Linked DNA regions of Anser cygnoides: region 1 is linked to region 2. Evidence: chromatin contacts called from public Hi-C data. All regions are on one chromosome and are shown on one strand. Each heading gives the region's core, a stretch centred on a gene start, on an enhancer-like site or on the middle of the called end of the contact. The rest is flanking DNA. Distances are from core to core; before and after follow the strand shown.

Region 1 (3,351 bases), core at 200-2,699, 620 kb after region 2:
GACTCTTCTGGAAACTTTCAGTTCCATTCAAATCACTGTTTCTGCCTTCACTCTGCCGTTGTCCCTACCCTTGTCTGACCGCTGTGCTCATCACAAGCAGGACACAACACAGCCGCCTGATGCCAAGCCCGCTTCACCTCTCGTTTCCTGAAAGGCGCAGGCAGAGCTGGGGAGATGACTCTCTCTCAGCCAGACAGCTGACGAACCTCAGCAGGCTGCGCGCCAGCCCGGGTGAGAGCCACAACAGGCCTGATTGGCCCGCACGCGCTGAGCCCATGCCTCTCCCCACCCAGCACAGCTCACGAACTGGAATAACCCATCGCCCAGCTGGGCAGAAATGTCAAGCGCACAGCCTGCACGTAGCTGACCTTAAAAAAAAAACATAAGGGAAAAAGAAACCCAACCCTCAAACTGGCAAAACATGCTGGTGCGGGTAAACGCTCGGGCTGTCCCTTCAATGCTTAAAAGATACTGGCAGCAAAAGGGAATCCTAGGAATCCAGGCTGGCAGAGCTGGGGCAGTATTGCTCTGTACAGACCTTGCTGCAGTCCTTCCCTGGTTTACAGTAATCTAACACCTGGGTATTATTGAAAATGAGATTTTAAAGCAAATAATGCCATGCATCAACTTCAAAAATGATCAGATTTGCATAATAGCAGCTGCATAACAATAGGGAAAAGATTTGAGTCATGATGTAGTTATTTTCTTTGATATAGACGATACAAATACTTGAAAACTTATAAGGGAATAAAACAGGTCTCAAAGATCAGACATCGCAGTCACACCTGTAGGCAACATTGTAACTGCATTTCTAGAGGAATGTGAACGTGCGGAAGAAAGTCACCAGCCTATCAACCACTCCTCACTGAGAACACCTCTGCCTTTATATGCTCCCAGCCTATCACCCAGCCCTAAGAGCAGCTACAACTAAATAAATAAAACAGCGAAGCTGCGAGCCTGGAGAGGTGCTTCCACAGAGAGAGGGGCCAGGCGACCCCCAAACACCATCTCAGAGCCTTTCAAGCTGTATCCCCCCGCAGGCAGCTCCCTGCTCCCCATCCCCTGTCCCCCCGCCCCGCTTACCGGCGGGAGGCGGCGAGCTGCAGGGCGCTGTAGGGGAAGAGCCGCAGGCAGGCGGTGAAGTTCCCCTTCCAGAGGGCCCGCAGCCCCTCGGATCGGCACAGGCTGCTCCCGGCTCCTCGCAGCCCCTGCCGGCAGTGCCAGGTGCCCACCTGCGCCAGCACCGTCAGCAGCTCCAGCGGCGCCGTCAGGCTGAGGCTCAGCGCGCCCGCCAGCCCGGCGCAGCCCAGCCGCTGCACGGCGGTCAGCCGGCCGTCCCGCCGCCAGGTGGCCATGGCCCGGCTCGGCCCGGCCCGGCCCGGCCCGGATCAGCACGGCCGGGCTCGGCTCCGGCAGGCTGGGCCGCCGGGGGGCGCCGCGGATCCGCCCCGCCCCGGCTCTGCCCTGCCCAAGGCGGGCGGAGCAGCCCCGCGCCTCCCTCGGCCGGCGGTGTGCGTGAGTTAGTTGGGGTTCCCCAGGTCAGCGAGGGCGGGTTTTGGGGATGTGCTGCTAGGGAAAAGGGGAAAAAGGAGGAAAAAGGCTTGGGGAGCAGGGAGAAGGGAGTGGAAAGGAGATCCAGGCAGCCAGCGGGATTTATGGAGTGAGGAGGCAAGAGCAGTGATTTGTGCAGCGCGTCTGCTCTGCTTCTTGTCGTGAACCAAAATGAAACCTTCATGAGCCTGTGTTTGGTACCCTGTACTGTGCATCCAACCAGCGTAAGGACATCCCCTTTTGGCAAAAATGCTCTGCTTCTCGTCCAAGAGACTATCCCCCAATCAATACAAGAGCTAAAATACATCTCTAGTTGTCAGGATCCCAACTATTTAGGGTGTTGTGTTTCCTGGTGGGAAGAAAGTGGTTAATCGCTAGGGAAGGGATAAAAATCAACTCTTTAAAGGACCATTTTGAAACAAGAACGCACAGGTATAAACTTGCTGTACATTAATATTGCTTAGGAACAGGAGACTCCTAACCATAAAAGGGTGATGTCTCTTCCAGGGGTTTGCCTCTCTTACTAGTCTGCACAAGACAAGCCTCAGCTTATGACTCTTCCTGTGCACGTTTTTTTTTGCCATTCAGTCTTCCCATTTCCATTATTCATTTGTGGTTGAGAATTTTTTTATTTTTTTTCTTAACATACTTGTTCTGGCTGGTAAAATGAATCAGCAGATGTCCTCAGCTTCTCACAGAACAATCTAATCCGTGGAGAAGATGATCCTTGGTGTTATTTTTTCTGTTATTTTTTCTCCCGTGTAAACGGACCTGCCAAAATAAAACTGGTCATTAAAAAGAAAGTCACCAGTAGGATCTGAGATTACTAAACATGCTTAATGTAAACGCTTCTTTTCACTATTTCTGCCAGACCAATTAAGTTTATATTGCTTATGTCCTACTTAGTTTCCTGTATCTCAAAAGCTGTCACTACAAGAACAACCAGTGCAACAGTGAATCCTCAGAGGGAACTGATTTTCTTTTGTCTCTTTTGCTATTCACATAAAAATACACTTCTATTATACTTGGAGACTGAATTTAATTGAGCATACATTTTCTGCAATCAAGTCCTTTAAAAGCTATTCTGAAAATAGCTTTTATTTACAAGAAGATTGCTGTGTATTTCTTCAGACCTTGTCTTGCATAGTCATAGTTAATAAAGGATAAAGTACAAGGTGTTTAAAGTACCTGTGAGTTAATTCCTTAATCTCTCCCACAATGACATCATTCTGAATTACTAGACACATTTTAATCAATCACGCGATCACTGAAATTTGCCTCAGACATTCTTGCAGTGAAAACATCAAGGTTTTTGTTTGTTTTTTTTTGAACTTTACAAATAGCTTGGTTGTTATCAACAAGTTGCTTCAGGATGATGCAGTTGTGGCTAAGATCAGAATCAGGTACCACACTAAAATCTGTCAAACCCTGATTTTCTTTTTTTTTTTTTTTTGTAAAGGTAGTGTTGAAGCTTGCTGTCCTTTCCAAAATTAAGTTACATTCTATTTTTAAACCATCTTCCTTGGGCACTCAGTACTTAAAAAGAACACGCTTAAAGTCTCACAGGAAGCTTCTAGATCAGAGAGAGAGAATGAACAAGGCTGTCAAGGAACCCACTTTTCTGCTCATGCCATCCCTAGATACAAGTTAGAAAAGCTCTAAATTTAGAGCTCTCTGAGGTGTTTAGTTGTCCTTGCTCTCCAGGACGTTTGCTGGAGACTGCTAGAGTGCAATGTGCTCTGGGTCTGTTCCTTCCTCGGGGCTGGGAGGAGAAGCCACTTCAGCAATCACCACGGGTTG
Region 2 (3,259 bases), core at 80-2,579:
ACTGCTGCTGCCTTCCCTGGGGGAGCACCCGGCTGCTTGGCTCCGATCCCCAGCCCTCGCAGCGTGCGCTGGGGATGGTCTCGCCTCCCTCCCCTGCCCGTGGTGCCAGCTGGCTGCAGCATCATGCCGCCGAGGGAAATCTCTGCTTCTCGCCCCAATTTCCCTCCCGCCCAGGCTGCTTCGCCGTGCAGCCGGGTGCTTTGGCGGGCAGCCCAGCCCCTCCTTTCCCACCTGAGCATGGGCCCCGTGTTATGCAAGTGCCAGAGGAGCCGAGGGTGGCTCGGGAGGAGCAGGGACCCTGGGTGGGGTGAGGCAGTGCGTGTGCCCAGCTGGCCACGCAGGTGCCACGGGTGCAGCGCTGGACCCACGCGGCTACTAGCGTTTTGGGGGGATGCCTAAAGTAGCTCTGGGTGCCCCTTGCCCAGTCTTTGGGGGGGTGAAGTCCCAGCCCACGGGGATGGCACCAGCCCCATGGCTCGGGCGATGGGAAACACTACCCAGGCCAAACCTGTCCCTGCTGTGTTTACTGCGAGGGAAGCTGCTGAAGGAGCAGGACATGGCAGCGGGGTTCCTGGGCTCCCCCCCCACATCTTCTCACTAACTCCAGAGGTGGCTCCGGAGGTGGCACAGCTTCCGAGCGGCAGCTGCCCCTGTCCTGTGCAGGACGGCTGCCCACGGCCCTGCCGGCAGCGTCTGCGTGGGAATGACGGAGCCAGGGAGACGACCACGGGGCTGGGGACCAAAGCACGCAGCCGGGGGCCACCACCGCTGCCCGGCCACGCGCAGGGCACCACCGGCCGCAGGACACACCTGCGCCCTGCCACCCCACGCGCCCTCGCCGGCGGCACCCACCTGTGGAAGAGCAGCAGGATGGAGAGCAGGGTCTGGTCGATGTTCCTGTTGCAGATGCCCTGGTTGAAGAGGTAGCAGGGGTCCCGCACGACGGGCTCCAGCGAGTCCTGGCGCATGATGGAGCTCAGCTTGTCGGTGTTGAGGTTCTTGCGGACCAGCTGCTCCTGCAGCTGCCGGAAGCTGCTGACGGTGGGGCTGCCCGGGTTGTTGTTCTCGCCCCCGGCCCCCTCCTCCGGCCCGCTCCGGTTGGCCAAGTCCAGGCAGCAGCTGCAGCAGTCCAGCCCCACGGGCGACCGGCACTCCTCCGCGGGCGACGAGGACATCCCGCGCCCCCTGCGCGCCGCCGCCGCCGCCACCGGGCCGCTCCTGGGGCCGCGGTAGGGCGAGCGGCGGCAGGACGCGCCCGGTACCGAGCGCCGCGCACAGCCAGCCGCCCGCCCGGCCCCGGCCCCGGCCCCGGCCCCGCTCCCCTCCGCTCCGCTCCGCTCCGCCCGGCGCTGATTGGTAACGGCGGCCCCGAGCGCCCGGCCGCCGCCGCTCCCCGCCCCGCCGCCGCCGCCGCCCCACCCCGGGCCGCCCCGCGGGAGCCCGCCCCGCCGGCACCCGCCGCTGCCAGCCCGGCACCGCCCCGCCCGCGGCCGCTGCCAGCCCGCCCCGGGGGGGCGCCCCGCCGGCAGCCGCTGGGGGCACGCGGTGACGCCGGGACCCGCTGCCGCTGCGCCCCGCGGGGAACCGACCCGCTGCGCCCACGGACCCGCCGCGGACACGCTGTGACACCGGGACCCAGTGCCACCCCAGTGCCACCGCACCCCGTGGGGCACCACCCCGCTGGCACCCACTGACCCGCCGGGGACACGCTGTGGCACTGGGACCCGCTGCCACTGCACCCCGCGGGGCACCCGCTGGCACCCACTGACCCTCTGGGGACCCACGATGCCGCTAGGAACCTAGTGCCACCCCCGTGCCACTCCAACCTGTGGGACACCACCCCACTGGCACCCACTGACCCTCTGGGGACTCACAATGCCACCAGGACCCAGTGCCACTCCACCCCATGGGACAGCACGCCGCTGGCACCCGCTGACTCACTGGGGACGTGATATGACATCGGGACCCGCTGCCACTGTGCCCCACGGGGCATCACCCCACTGGCATCCACTGGCACCTGCTTGCCCACTGGGCACCCACTGTCCCTCCACCCTCAGGACACAGCCCCACCAGGTGCCCGCTGCCCTGCTGGGCACCCACCACCCTGTCGCCCCCTGGGACACTATCCCACAGGCACCCATGGCCCTGCCACCCCCACTCTGCGCCTCCTGGGGTGGAGTGTGGCCATCAGCCCCCAAGGCTTCGGGCAAAGCCCCATGTGGCTCTGGAGAAGAAAACGGAGAAGAAAAGCCCTCGGGTGGCAGAAAAGCCTGGAGTGACCCAGCAGCACCGCTGCAGCTGGAAACCCTCGGACCCAGAGCCAGAAAGAGGCGCAGGAGGACAGTGCACGAGGGAGGTGGGCAGAAGGGTTTATTTGCCTGTGGGACACCGGGGACAGGCAATGGGAAAAGGAAATTTCAGCAGAGGGAGGAGAAGTGACTTCCCTGGCAGTGCGGCACTCCGGTGGGAGCATCTCCCACAGCGAGCTGCAGGCTGGCCAAGAATGGCCGGGGCACGTCACGCTGCCCTGACAGTGATGGGACACGGGACAAGACCGGCGGAGGCGTGGGGACGGCTGCCCTGGGATGCCGGGAGGGGTAGGGGGACACTGAGGTCTCGGCTGGGGACCACACGCCCAGGGCTGGCTGCTGTCACCATCCCTGCACGCGTCTGGGGAGGGGTCCAGGAGCTGCTGGAGAAGGTTTGGGCCAAGGAGCCCGCAGCAGGCAGCAGGGGAAGGGGGGGCAGGGGGAGGATGTCCGCACGTAGGCATTGCGACGGGATCGATCGAGGGCAGGAAGCAGAGGGTCTGAAGTGCACGGGAGCGATAAGGAAAGATAGCGCGGGTCAAAATCCGGTTGGCTGGGCAAAACCACCCGAAGCGGCAGGCCAGAGGCGGTCCCGGCGGCAGAGCACGGGATGCTAACGGGGCTGCTGATGCCGCTGGAGGGAAGGCAGAAGTGTTGGATAAACATTTCTGTTCCCTATTTGGCAAGAAGGAGGAAGACGCGCTCGCATCACATGAGGATGAAGCACTTCCCAGCCCATCCGTAACCGAGGAAGGCGCAAGGCGACGGCTACCGCGGCTACGCAGCCCTGGGAGCGGCCGAGGAGGCCCCGGCTCTCTTCCCCCCACGCCCCCGGCCGCAAGCCGGCTCCGAAAAAAGGCTCGGGGAAGCCCCACGCGTGGCCGTGGGTGCCCAGCAGGAGCCGCGGGCGGCTGCTGCCATCCCGTGGGCGCCGGGAGAAGGGCATCGCC

The links. Hi-C and Micro-C count contacts between places; a contact is called where the count stands out from the background.
Region 1: a contact with region 2 is called in a Hi-C map of liver, with 2.1 times the contacts expected there. The contact joins the promoter of SLC25A43 here to the promoter of TSC22D3 in region 2. A contact is called at or near these places in 2 of 7 Hi-C or Micro-C datasets (both in liver).

Annotation. Positions count from the first base shown.
Region 1 is chr13:7,254,838-7,258,188 of Taihu_goose_T2T_genome, forward strand. It overlaps SLC25A43 (solute carrier family 25 member 43), which reads right to left and starts at 1,450. Exons shown (of 5, transcript XM_048079219.2): 1 at 1,084-1,450. The coding sequence starts at 1,355.
Region 2 is chr13:6,630,707-6,633,965 of Taihu_goose_T2T_genome, forward strand. It overlaps TSC22D3 (TSC22 domain family member 3), which reads right to left and starts at 1,330. Exons shown (of 3, transcript XM_013201880.3): 1 at 853-1,330. The coding sequence starts at 1,175.